Regions from separate parts of the Mus musculus genome. Here region 2 is linked to region 1. The links are chromatin contacts, called in public HiChIP or PLAC-seq maps. All regions are on one chromosome and are shown on one strand. Each heading gives the region's core, a stretch centred on a gene start, on an enhancer-like site or on the middle of the called end of the contact. The rest is flanking DNA. Distances are from core to core; before and after follow the strand shown. Region 1 overlaps Crybg3 (beta-gamma crystallin domain containing 3). Region 2 holds the start of Arl6 (ADP-ribosylation factor-like 6).

The links. HiChIP or PLAC-seq counts read pairs in DNA pulled down with a chosen protein or histone mark.
Region 2: a BATF HiChIP or PLAC-seq map of CD8 T cells shows a contact between it and region 1, with 8 read pairs. The contact joins the promoter of Arl6 here to the enhancer-like site in region 1. A contact is called at or near these places in 8 of 39 promoter capture datasets (3T3-L1-derived adipocytes, the C10 cell line, the HPC-7 cell line and 4 more), 4 of 484 Hi-C or Micro-C datasets (8-cell embryo, CD4 T cells, embryonic stem cells and 1 more), 6 of 115 datasets of contacts at active chromatin or transcription factors (CD8 T cells, bone marrow-derived macrophages, embryonic stem cells and 2 more) and 3 of 9 other capture datasets (adipose tissue, liver and pancreatic islet).

The regions. Positions count from the first base shown.
Region 1 is chr16:59,513,430-59,520,461 of GRCm38.p6, reverse strand. The region is part of intron 17 of Crybg3 (beta-gamma crystallin domain containing 3); the gene reads left to right. Among named protein-coding and RNA genes, the nearest start is that of Riox2, 45 kb to the right of the region's middle. Within about 2 kb of position 2,716, at least 96 of the 459 cell types and tissues checked have an H3K27ac peak or open chromatin away from gene starts, as enhancers often do. A contact at or near this core is called in CD8 T cells, the HPC-7 cell line, bone marrow-derived macrophages and 1 more, where this site is marked.
Region 2 is chr16:59,635,931-59,642,962 of GRCm38.p6, reverse strand. Arl6 (ADP-ribosylation factor-like 6) reads left to right here and starts at 3,624. Exons shown (of 8, transcript NM_019665.3): 1 at 3,624-4,033. 4930547E14Rik (RIKEN cDNA 4930547E14 gene) reads right to left here and starts at 6,018. Exons shown (of 3, transcript NR_040564.1): 1 at 5,778-6,018. It also overlaps a transcript of Epha6 not described here.

The DNA.
Region 1 (7,032 bases), core at 1,467-3,966:
CTTAAAATTGTTATAGCTGCTTAACTATAAAAAGGATAGCATCATTACATTTACATAGTAATTGAGTCACAGGACAACTTGCTACTCAGGATTCCAGTCTACATTAAGGCATGGAGTACCATTAGTATTGACTTAAACTTGAATTCTGGTAAGCAAGGACTTTCCTACCTGGTCTATGCAGTAGGCTGTGTCCCCATGGAGGCTCATGTCTATAGAGTACATAAGTTCTTCTTTGCCACAGGTATATTTAGAAATTTAAGTGTGAGAAAGCCAGCACTCTGGGCTGCCTGTCCTAGGCTTCTGTTCTCCAGGATCTGTACAAGGGAGGTAACAGGAGTCCAGGATACATCAAAGTTCTTACTAAGAGGATTCCCCAAGTTCATGGCTGGTCAAAGCTTGAGATGAACACAGAGCTGATGGTAAGCCCTGAATTATAATGGGGGCGACTCAGACCTTCCAACCAGAGGTGACTTTAGGGGTAAGGTCCATGTTCAGCTCCTTTGATCTGAACCTTAGTGGTGTCATCTTGTTTCCCAAAGCATTCTTGGAGAGAGTATTCTTGGTATCAGGCTAAGAATAGCATCTTGGCTAAGGAATGAGACTACAAATAGACTTCTTGGTCTCTCCCTCTTGTCCCATGGACACTAACTCTGAGAGTAAGGGGCCCCTAATGCGTCCTGTCTGTCAAGGGAAGACCGCTAAAATGGTAAGAGGCACGGAAACAGAAGTGTGATATGCTCAGCACCAATCTTGAAAAAGCATTGGAAAAGTAGGCCGTATTCACAGGGGGAAGGGATTGTATTTTTAAAGCACATTTTAGTGGTCATGTCAACTGAGATAATGCCTGGTGTCGATTATCTCTGAAAACAAAAGATGTCCTAAATACGAAAGTACCTTAGTAAAAAAAGTTTTTGAAAGATTTTTAATTTGGTGAATGGAATCAACTCAATTTTAGGTAATCTGTACAGAAGTAGATCCTAATGGCTGGAATGCTTGAAAAGTCTGTGCGGGGCATTTCTGCCCATCACGAGGAACATGTGAGACTGTTTCAGTCACCAAAAGGCTAGTATTTGAGCATGTATTTGGTTACAATAAGGTAGTAGGCATGTCAAAACTAGTGTACCTATGACAAATGAGCCATCCCTCCAGATCCCAGTCACATGCAGTTTCCATGTCTCCTTCCCACGGAGAGTCCTAGACCTCGGTCTTCTGTCTCCCCCTCCCGTCTGCTTTCTTTGTTGCTCCATAGCGATCTTAGAATGATATGCCTTTTTGTATGTAGCTGTGCCACTAGCCAGTGTGATCTAGATTCATCCTAGGAAATGTTTCTGTTTGGTTGCATTAAGTTTACATATAAGGCTATTCTGCTGGGTTTGTTTTGAATGATGAGCCCTGCAGCTATTGAGGGTATCGCCTGCAGTTCTGTGGACACGTTAAGACTAAGTGCCCAGTGCCTTAATGCTATCATATCACACTGAGAGCCTTAAGATTTCATTTTCATGTGGGATCAGCCTGTTCTATAAGTGACAGTTTTATCCAGGCTACCTTTTCTCTGTAGAGATGAAGGCTACAGTTGAGAGGTCCCTGGATATATGATCTGTAGTGTTGCAATGATTTCACTGTAGAAGGAGTTTCCCAGACTTGTTGCCCCACTAATGTGACTTGGGACAGACAGTCTCTTAATTTGTCTGGGTCTCAGTTAACACCTCGGAAAGAAACCAGTTACAGCAGGAATTATCGAACTGGTGACAGCTTTTAGTTCTAGTGCAGATAAATCGACTGGTAAATATAGTGAGCATGAAAAAGAAGTTGGCCCACCCTGGTTTTCACATGGTTAGAGGTAATATTGTGAATTAACGTTCACAGAAGTCCTCAGAATCTTTGTACTTTCTAACATGGGTGTTTACAAAATTTCTTTTTTAACTTTCCACATCTTCTTTTAGCCGTCACAGAGCCGTTGAGTAGCTTCTGTTTCAGACCGAGCACTGATTGTAGACACACACTTGTGTGTCTTACTGGTGGGTGGGTAGGATGGGATCGCCTTTGACCAGGGTCGTGGTTGTTTTCATGACAGTGGAGGGCAGGAGTCAGAGTCACATCTGGTGCTTCTGCAGAAACTCAGCATCGTGCACCCATTTCTGTTCAACGGATGAAAGCTTTTTAAGAAGGAGAGTCATCAATTGGCTTTTCTACTTCATTTTAGAGGACAGTTAAAGCTGACAAGATAATATTCAAATGGCACAGCGTACACCTAGGGAGGCAGGGAGGTGGTCTCTGTTATCAGGGAGGTGGTCTCTGTTATCAGGGTTTTGGCAATGAGGTGGTCACATTTAAAAGTCCTCAGTATATTCTTTGTCTGCCCTTGTCACAAAGCCAGCCTCCTTTTTAAAAAAAGAACAAAAGGACTGTTGGCCTAGAGGAGGTCTGGTGACCTGTCACATGAGGAGCATGGTACACCATAGACCGTGGTCCTAATTCCCTCTTAGATTTCCTGTAGGATTTACCATGGGGAACTGTTGGTTGTTGTATCAGTGTCTGAGAAAAGCAATGGCAGAGCAGGTGGTGCTGGCAAAGAGAACCGAGGCCTGGAGGTTTCGTCCAGATCTCCTCCAGCTGTAGCCGTGTGTATGGAAGCTGATGTGTTTGACAGTGTTCCTTAGTGTAAGTTTCAAGCCCCCTCGGACCGGGTTGGTGTCGGGTTGTTTCTCTGTAAGGGTTTTACCAACCTTGGTGATGGTTACCAGATGGCTTCCTAAGATGAAAGAGATCAACTGCTAGGTTTAAAGAAGCTTAAGTGTTTCGCTGAAACCACGGCCTTCTATATTTAGAAATGAGTGTATTGGGTGCGAGAGAGCAAGCTGACGACAGGAACCGCAAGCCTGGTGGCTGTGGCTTGCCCTGCAGCCTCCGGGAATAGAAAGCTCAACTGATTAGTGATGTGGGAGAGGAGAGTTTAAGGGCTTTCTCTTTTGCTTTGATTGGGGGTGGTGGCGGTGTTTAAACTGACTGAATTCTCTGTAGATATATTAAGAATACTGCACAAGAATGATTTTACTGAACATTCATTTATTCAACTTTAATTACTGAGTACTAATCATGTACCAAGTTTTTTAGTAAGCACTAAATAAAAGGTAGTAGAGATTAGTAAAGTGAACTCATGACATGAAATGCAGATTTCCTTATCCGCCTGCCCTGCCCTCCTTCCATGCGCGTTTTCTGGAAATCGTCCTTGGCCACGGTCTCTGTTAGCTGGGGGTTTCTGTTACTGATGGCTCTGTACCGCTCCCCTAGGCCACATAGTAGACTCCTTGCCTGTAGCCCACATAGCAGCCTGCTGTCCCCGACACCTCTCAGGTCCCCAGTGCGCCCTCCACAGCAGTGCTTGGGCATTCCGCTTTCCCTCTCAGGCGCCTTCTTTCATTCCCAGTCCTGTTAATGGTCATTATCATCACTATCCCACTCTGCTCCTATGGCAACTTTCAAACATCTAATCTGTAGCAAGTACTAGATATAATTGTTTTCTCTCCCTTCTCATTTTCCATCCCATTAAGGAATTTAGGAATATTCTTTCCCTCCCTCCCTCCCTCCCTCCCTCCCTCCCTCCCTCCCTCCCTCCCTCCCTCCCCTCCTTCTTTCCCTCCCTCCCTTCCCTTTCTCTCCTTCCCTCCCTCCCTCTCCCCTTCCCTCCCCCCTCTCTCATACACACAGATACAAACCACCATGAAAACCTCTTAACTCTTTCCCTCTGAGCTGTTCATTTCATTTCTTCCCTAAAGTTTTTGTGTGACTTTCTGGTAGTCTCTCATCCCCATTCCATTGTTGAGTCTCCTTCACCAAACTCTCCCCTTGGCTCCTGCCAGTACCCTTTATTATCTTTTTCTATTTTGCCCTGCATTGTGGAAACAAATGCACATTTTGCCTATGTCCTTTAGGATCTAAATTGGATAACCACGGGTGACCTCATGTTTGAAGTCTGTCTTAGTTTGCTTTTATCACTGTCTTAAAATACCACAACCAAGAGAACCTTGGGGAGGAAAGGATTGATTTTGACTTAAAACTCTGAGGTCCCACTATCACTGAGGAAAATCGGGGAAGGAACCCAAGACAGGAACCTGGAGGCAGGAACTGAAGCAGATGGAGGCCGTGGAGGGATGCTGTTTACTAGATTGCTCCTTGTGGTCTAGCTCAGCTTCCGTCTTATGTCTAGCACCACATGCTCAAGGGCACCACACACAGTGGCCAGGGCCACTTCAGCCTTTCATCAGAAAATGCCCCCATAGACTTGCCTACAGCCCACTACCATGAAGGCATCTTGTCAACTGGGGTTCTCTCTTCCCAGATGATTCTAGCTGTGCCGAGTTGACACAATTAAACAAGCCCCGCCCCAGCACTCAAACATTCATAATAGCAACAGACCTACCACAAGGCATTTTTTTTCTGTCCTAAATGGCCATTCTTTATGCTTCTAGCTGCTTTCTTGGGGTTTGTTTGTTTGTTTGTTTGTTTGTTGTTGTTGTTGTTGTTTTGCTGCTGCTGCTGCTGCTCCTCCTCCTCCTCCATCTCCCCCTCATTTCTTTCTTTCAAATCTCCCTGCATGTAGTCACAACTACTGAACTACAGTCACTGTGGATAAGCTGCATATCATTATGCTTGTTTTGAATTCTGTGACCTGTAGTCTCCTCTGCTTAGCCCATGGCCATAAAACTCAGGGTTTCATTATTTTAAAATTAGGACAGTGATCCAGTACTTCCAAATATAGTCAGGCAGGGCCTGTATCCGGTTCGTTCTTGTTTTCCAGTCTACTCCATAACAGGGGCTATACTTTGAGGTTGAGGTGGGCTTGTGTCTAATCTTCTTAAAATGTTCTGTGTAGCTTTGAAAGTTGAAGGATGTGGGGAAAACCATTTACCACTGTCATCCGTTGAAGAAGCGCTTTAAAACTGAGCATGCTGTTTTAAGAATATTGGGCACAGACATGAGAGCAGGACACCTGAGCAGTTATTGGCTGTGAGCTGAGCTGAGTGTGAGCTTCAGACAGCCACACTGAGACAAGTAAATGCTGGCCCAGTGTCTTGTTGGGCAACCTGTTGACTACATTACCACGGGAGCAGAAGTCTACCCCGTGCTTTGACAGTGTCTCCATGGAGGCTTGGCATAGAAGTCTGGCTTTCTGAAATAATTCTTATCCTGGCAGCTACAAGCGGGCAAAGCCACAGAGACATATTGCAAGAGCCTGTATGAGAAGTTGGAGTGAAATTAGGATTCTGATGACATATAAAGTCTTCAGGAGAGTTAGAATAAGAAGACTATGTAGCATACAGTGTATATGTAACATACAGTATATAAACATTATATATGTATATATATAAGATATATGTGTGTGTATATATATATATATATATATATATATATATACATACACACACACACACACTGTTACAGAGACAGTTACCACTCACATGGGGGAAAAGCAATAACTAGGGTCTTGTACTCTAAACATAACCTAAGTATGAAAAGCCAATTTTATGAGTTAGAAGATATTACAGGAGATTCTTCCAGTGACATCAGAGCAGGATGGGCATCTTTTAGGTACAGAAAGCAGGAACTAGTAAGAAAAGAATTGAGAAGCAAACATGAGTTGATGCTGTTTGTCATGATCTATGTCTTATTGCTGTAAGTGAATACCACAGGCTTGGTAATTTACAAAGGAAAAAAAAAACACTTGTTTAGCTTATGATTGGAAAATGTGGGACGTGCTAGATACAGCTGCCTCTGGTGATGTCCCTTGGCTCTAGGGGCCTCAGGCAGCGGGGGAGGGTCACATTGGGTGAGGGAGTGAGCATCATGGCTATAATCTCTCCTCTTCCTATAGAGCACTGTTCTTTCTAGACTCAGGCCCAACTTATGTCCTTGTTTAAGCCTTAATTACCTCTTGAAGGTCCCTCTTCCAAACACCCACACTGATGAGTTTATACACACTTCCCACTTAATGTTGAAGATTGTTTCAGCATGAGCGTTGGTAGAGACACCGAAACTCAGCACTGCCGCAATAATTTGTTGAAAATGTGGCCACTGAGCCGGAACTCAGTCTTAGAATCCTAGAGGTCCGAAGTCTGAAATGGTCATCAGGGGTAAATTTAAGGTCCAGATAGGGCTGTTTTTCTTTTGTAAACCTCTAGGTAATAATCAGTGTCCTAAGCTCTTCTAGAGGCTGCCAGTTTTGCTTGATTCGGGGCCCTGCTGTCTCTGAAGCGTATCTGCCTGCTGCGGTTTATCTCTGCCCTCCTGCCTTGCTCTGAGGGGACCTTGTGGTTATACCTGGCCTACCTCAGTAAGCCAGCTTAAGATCCTTAGCCGCTAGTCATGTCCTTGAAATTCCCTCTTCCGTGTTAAATAACACTGTATTCACTGGATCCCAGAATTAGGATGCGCGGGGGAGGGGGGGTCGTTATGTTTCTTATGGTCAGATAGTCTGCGATAGCAGGCCAGAAGAATATGCTTGCAGCCTGTATTAACTTGTAAAAGGTTCATGTATAGAATGCAAGGAGAGAAAGTCAACAGAGGATACAAACCGGCCATTTATAGACGAGGATAAGATGGCTTAGGACATGCAGGAGATATTAAACCTCAAGGATGGTCACAGGAATACAAAGCAAAGCAACCATGAGACACTGTTATGCTACTTTAGATATAGGTACTTAAAAATGTGACAGTTCCAGAATTTGGTTAAATTGAGTAATTATAGGAAATGTAGATGATTGATAGGAATTCACTGTCTTACAATCCTAGAGGGAGCCGTGCAGATTAATATTATTCACATGCAGCTAGTGGGCGAAGTGCAGTTACAGTGGGGGCAGTGTGAGGGCATTCATTGTAGCACTGGGAGATAAAACAGTAGCACATTCAAATAATAAAGTATACAGCATAGAGTTAGCAGAAGGCAGCTGTGTGCGTGAACACTTTCAACACCAAAGGCAAGAAAAGCAGGCTACCTCAGGAACTGAGTTTAAATCAGCTGTACTCAATAGATCT
Region 2 (7,032 bases), core at 2,375-4,874, 120 kb before region 1:
TGTAAGTATACATGTAAATTCCTATTTGCTTAAATAATTTAAATATTTAAATACTCAAATTTTAAATGGTAGACATTCTCAGTGCATTCAAAATATTAAGTACAAATGTCTTTGTGGCACAAATCCTAAAAAACAGTACAAAATAGTGTATTCTGTATAATACCTAGATAACATCTGTCTAGACTTATTTAATCACCTTCACAGATTATATTTGACTAATCAAAAACTGCAGCCACAATACTTTTTTCCCCATAATTTAAAGACTTATAAAGTCTTTCCTTGTTAACGGACTCAAGGCTATCATTCTTCAAGTATTTAGCTGGTACTAGAGCCATCTATTTTGCAAGAGGGTTTGAATCTGTTTGTGACAATGAGAAGGGATAGCACCACATCATGTTTTCTGTTTGGAATCATATCACTATTTAGGGCATACATGTTTCTTCCAAGGTTGCTTATACAGTTGATGTTTTCATTTTAGTTGTAATTCCAATATGGTAGAGACATAAATGCAGCAAAATGGCGCTATTTGAACTGCAATTCTTCTACTACCTACTTAACCATAGCAATGAAGTACTTCAGTTTCATTGGAAGGTGGTACTATTTTCATCTTATTAAACTACTATAATATTCCATGTAAATGTTCATGTGCTGGCATGCAAACAAGGTAATAGTGTTATAGAATGCCCAGCTCCCAATAAGAGGGGTCATTTATGGTAAACTGAATTATATTTGTTATCTAGTTGCTGAAAGGATATGGTGTTTAGCAAAACAACCTGCTGAGCAACATAGTGAGATTTTTGTACAAAGTACAAATTGCTAATTATTGTATTTTATTTTTCTATGATTTCCTAAAAGGCATTATCAGGGTCTTAAAGATGGAGAAAGCCTGTTTATTAAAATATCTATTACCAAATAAAAGTTACAGTTTTGGTGGTTGAGTTTGTGATGTTTTGTACTGTTATATGCAAGTATATTATTGTAATTTACTTTTTAGTATGTCTATGTGCTGTTTAGAACTTTAGTAATTATGAGTGTAAAAAATAGTTGCCATTTTTCCAAATAATTACAGACTTTGAGGTCTAGGCATAAATTCACAGAAATCACTATAATTAATGGATACATATTTTTGTAGTGATTTTATACTGGCAAATGTTTAGTGAGATTTGGGTGAATGGAATTACGTATTACAGAGGTAGTTTTTACAGATACGTAATCAGCACACAGGCAACATCAACTGGGCTAACAAATCTTCAGGCCATCAGTGTCCATTACAAAATTTCCAGTATATTATAAATCAGGGATTTTCCAGATTCCTTATGTTGCTGACAAGAAAAAACATCCACACCATCTTGAGATGATTAGAAGTAACATATCTGATGTACCTCACTCTTTTATAGTTGTCTGACTATAGCTACAAGCCACTCTGAAATGAACCTAAAACCCTTCTACATGTATTCTAGACTTGAGAAAAATCACATAATGTTTTAAAAGCTTGTTGTGCTCACAATAAAATCAAGAGAGTCAAACTAACTTTGTAAGTCGAGTGGAATTACGTCTTGCTTTTGGGTTTACTCAAGATAGGTTACAGCTGCCAACCATCAAAACAGCAGATCCAAACAACTGAAATATTTACACTGTTTTAGGGTTCATTTTTTTTCAACATTTTCTAGATTACTAAATAGAATTTAGGAGTCATGTGAACTCTTTAATCTCTAATACAATAAAACAGCAGATCAACTACACTTAAATAAACAAAAAACAAAACTGTTCACCTTTTGTTGTTAAAAATCACCTAAGTTGGGGATGAAGAGGGCTCCATGGTTTAGAGCACTCGTGGCTCTTGCAGAGGAGTCAGGTTTGAGTCGTAGCACCCACATGGTGGCTCACAATCTTCCCTGATTCCAGTCTCAGTAGATATGATACCCTCTTCTGATCTCTCCAGGCACCAAGTATTCTTGTGGTGCACATACATATAAGCAGACAAAACAAACATAAAAAAAGTCAATAAATCCAACAAAAATAATTTTTAAATGTCATCTAAATTTACTATAAAAATGGTTGCTCGGTCTGTTCTTATATATTTAGTTTCCTCCTAATGCTTTGTAGGAAAAAAAAAAATCTGATAATATCTGCCTAAAGGGGGAAAATCAGAGACATAAGCTCTATTCTATGTCTAGAGAGAAAATATTATATAAGCAAATAAGCATCCAAGTTTTGTCAAAGTGAGCCAAAGAGAAGCGGTTTAATAGTTCCTGGTAAATTAGGAACCCCTGCATTTGGGGCCAGAAGTTAAAGGACAACCACATCAGGAACTGAGCTGATTTTCTTTGAGTAATAAAAAATTCACAACGAAGGAAGCTTATCTATTGAACACGTGCTATCTATTGGTCAGACATGCATACTTTTTTCTTTCCTTTGTCCTCAAAACCACTAGATTAGATACATTTTTGAAGACAAAGATGAAATATACACAAAGGGTAATTTTACTAGACCACAGAGTATAGTATATTTCCATTTTCTGTTTTAACAAGGGCATTTATGTTACTACCTTTGGATGTACAAACTATAGAAGTTTTGTTCACTCAGTCTGGTTTTTGCCTTACAAGAGTCAGGAGACCAGAACTAGACCTTACTCCACATTAGGAGTACTAAGGAATTTGGAAAGGCACCAGAAAAGCACTCTACCGCAGTGCATATACCAGTGTCTTAACCACTATCTCTTTGATGGAATTCCTTTCAGTTTCTTCACCCTACTCCAAGTCCAAATAATCGGCCAGCTTCCTTAACGGGCAGAAAAACAAGTATGGTAGTTGAACATACTAACTGGTAAAACCAGTAAAGTAACATCCCACATTTATGCTAACAAGTGATATGAAGAGATGAAACTTTTCAAATACAAGTTTGTCATGCAGTCATTCATTGAGGAGTAGGATGGGGGAAATGGCTAGTTTGAAGTCAAAAAAAAAAAAAAAAAGTAAAAATAAATAAAATAAAATGTAGATCTTTAATTGTTGCATCTGTAGCCTGTCTGTTGGGAACAATGCAAATGGGCGGGAAAGTGTCTATCTAAAAAACTTTCAATTAGCACAAATTATTTCTATTGCTATAAACTCCAAGTGATTTTAAGAACGGTAACTATCAAACTCTCTGATCCACAAACTCATGTCTGGTGTTAGTTAATATCCGGGACAACAGACAGCTAAGAACTAGGGACAGGGTCACACTTCCTTTGCCAAATAATGTTTCTGTTTTTAAATACTGACTGGTTTTGACCAGTTTCCCTCTCCTGCCTGTACTTACAACTGTATTCTGCAGAGCTCGCTCGCTCGCTCTCAGGCCTAGCTGAGCCTAGGAAAGGCTCTGTGTAATGGGAGTAGCATATCTAAGTAGATCCTTTCCCTGCCTCACGCCGCCCACGACGAGGGCGGTCAAGCCAAAACATTGCCACCCACAGATATGGCAGTCCGGCCAAAAGCGCTAACCAGAACCCCGGAGGCCAGCAACCAGCGATGCGCGCGCAGCTAAGGCCGCCCCGCACGCCTCCCGGCAGGCTGTGCGCGCGCCTCCAGCTCCCTTGCGTCCCAGCAGCACGGGAGCTACCACTCGGCTCCCAATGCAGTGGCGGCTCCCCGTGTCTTCCGTGCTCACACTCTCGCTAACAGAGTTCCTCTGCGGGAATCAGGCCATTAATTTTTTTACCCAGAGCTCTCCAGCCGCAGAAAGGAGAACCTGTGGGCGGACACCTACGACGCCCGGGTGGGCGTGGCTTTGGGACCGGAAGAAGCTCCCGTTGCCAAGGGAACGCCGCGCGCCGGGGCGCCTGCTCAGCCACTGATGCTCGCATCCTGGGTGAACCGGCTGTTTCTCCCAACTTGTAGAAGGGGCTGTGCTTGGGACAAGGGAACCTTCCTACGGAGGCATAGAGAGGAAGGCTGAGGCTCCGGGGAAGATCCCACCGCGGAAACGGGTACAAGAGTGCGTCCTTTCCTGTCCTTGTCAGCCCCTTGGCCTTTGGATTGGCGTCAAAGATCAGGTACCTCCATCCGCACCCCGCTTTTTCTCTCTCTTCACCATCATCTGTGTGTTCTCTTTCAGCTCTGTTGGGTATGATTTTTCACGCCATCAGCTTCACCCTTGATAACATGAACACGACCTTTCCACGGTGTCTGTAGCGCTGTGGAACCGGCGGCAGGATCCACTAGTTCAAAAAGTTCCCGCTACCTGTTCGCAGCCATTTCCACCCTGGTAGACAGAGAATACCCGCTCCCTGTCCGATTTAGAATTACTCTAAACTATTACCCGTATTTTTGAATCTAAGTGAGTTAGATCATCTCTCATCTGTGAGAGATGGGGAAAAAATTGAGTTTATGTGATGTATACCAAGGAGCTTCGAAAATGTATTGAACTGCTTTGGGCCAATGCTGTTTGCTTGTTTGGTTGACTTTAACGCTGCCCAAGACGGACCTTTTTATATGATGTATGAATAATTTGGTTGAAATTTCATCATCAAATTTTCTAACTTAATAAGATTGTTTTATTGGGGTAGTAAGAATGTTCAACAGCCCACACTACTATCATGTTTAAAGTAGCATTTCTGGCGTTTTTCTCTGTCTCATCTCATCTTTCTCTGCAGCTTAACGCTAAGGTCTTAACATGTGGATAACATGTTAAATCTTCAGTGCTTTTCTGGTAACCACCTAATCCTTTGGAAAGCTGATTCTTCTCAGAAAGCAGCTCAGACACCTAAGTGTTCTTGATTCAAGAACAGGAGTTGTTTCATTTTAGCCAAGTTTACTTTAGCTATCAATTTTGCCAGCGTTATACAATACATACAGTAAGACTTTTTAAGCTGAAGGTATATTTTGTTCCTAATCTAGCGAATATGCTGGGTTTTCTTTTCTTTTTTCTTTTTTTTTATCCTTTAAGGCATAGTTTACGTCAGTATCAACTTTATACCATGTTCTCTCTCCTCTCCCCCCACCTCTCTATGTAATAATTGTTCATGTTGTGTAGTACCTGTTGAATCCAGAATGTGTGACCAGCCCTGGAATTGGAGTTACAGGTGCTTGAGAGCCTCAGTCAAACTCTGGTCCCCTAGAAGAGCTGTGCGGTCTCTGCTGTTAAGAGTATAATTTTTATTTATTTTTTTCTTTTTTGTTTTACAGTGCCTGAGATTAAATCTAGGGCTTTGCACATTGTGGGCAAGCACTTTACCATTTTGCCACATAACCAGTCCCTAAGATTATACTTTTCTTTAGAAAATTTTAATAGACATGAGTAGGGAAAGAGATTATAAAGCTAATTGTTTCCCTAATTTCAACCCTGTCACACTTGTTTTGGGTGTTGTGTAAATTTTTAATTGGTAGTAAAAATGTAAACCCTTAAGCAAAAGCCCAATTGCTTTACAAGAGTCTTCCTAAGTGTAGAAGTTTGCTGAGAGTTTGGGACTGGGCAAGTTTTTGCTTGAGTTTTTGCTTAATCTAATTGTGTGATGTTTTTATTTGTGAGTTCATTACAGTGAGGTGATTTTATTGGTAAGAACTTTTAAACTACTATTTGGAAGAAATTCAGAACCAATGAGAGGATGAAAACTGGCTGAGAGTGTTTTGTGATGTGTGTTCTCAACTTTTATGATCCAACTCCAGATCTTTATGGCTTACTCCCCATGCTCCAGATTCTGAGTCCAGCTCACCCTGCTCTTCTCTCTTATTGACTAGCCAGGCTTCCTCGGTCACAGCGGGTTTTGTTTCTTCTTAAAGAACGTTTTATGGACTTACCTCAGAATAGCTGTACTTAGCCTTTGGAGAACTTTGTTGTACCTAAGAACTTGCTTTCTCTAAACTTAAAAAAGAAAAATAAGGAAATGGAAGAAGACAATAAAATCAGCAGCGCATCAGTCCCCCAGAAGCCCACTTTCAGGGTATAGTTCCCCTTCAAAGCTGAAGAAACTGGTAAATCTGAAAAGGGGACGTTAGAGAAAGGAAGCTTAGTGTTTCACATGACAAAGTATAGGGATATGTGAATTGAGAGATGATGTCACAAACAGACCAATAGAATAGATCAGGTTTCCCAGTTTGTGTGAAGTTGAAATATTTCCCCAAAAAGGTTCTTGTGAACAAGTCCTCACAGACAGTAGTACTTTCTTTGTCCATCTCTTGGAGCTTTAGAGATAGTATCAGCATATTAAAGAATAATGCGCTGTAGAAGCTTATATAAAATTTCTCAAGCATCAGTGACCTTGAAATTTTTCTTAGAAGTAATCCCTAAGAATTCGCTTCCAGAATATAGTTTAGAATGTACAGAGAGCCTATTGCTAGATCCAAACACATATAAGAATATAAAATATAAAGAAAAGGGAGGGGCAGAAGGACAGCCAGTTCTCTGAATCAGCTCTCATACCCAAGTACATTTCAGGAAAATTAGAATTTAAAACCTGAAAAATTAACTACAGATGAAAGAAACAGAATATTAGTTAATATGCTCAAAATACTGAAGAGAAGGAAATATTTCTAGACCTAAAACTAAAGAAAGAAACCAAAGAAAACCACCAATGTCATCAGATAAAAGCCCCGTCTTATAAAACAATTGTAATAAAGTAAATTTTAATTGATTGAGATAGTTTGCAATACATATGCATGGAATATATACATGACTACATACAGTAATCAAAGCAGTAGCCACCAGATATGACAAGCAGCCCATGAGAGAAACACTAATAAAAAGCAAGTTTCAGTGATATTCAGTTTTATTAGTGATAGAATAAACCAAATTTAAACACTGCTCTGGTAGGGTTTTTCATGTTGCACATAAAAAAAATTGAAAAGCTCTTTAAAATTTTATATTCCCAAATATTTCAATAATAAATCTCAGGTATTTGAGAAAAATGATAGAAAGTCACAAAAGATTGTGGACAATGAATATCTATGATAGTACCTTTTAACAATCAATGCCTTGTAGTACTTACACAGAGAGGAGACATGAAAAACAGAGAGGTTGTAATTTTGAAAATATGTTAAAGATTATATGGAAAAT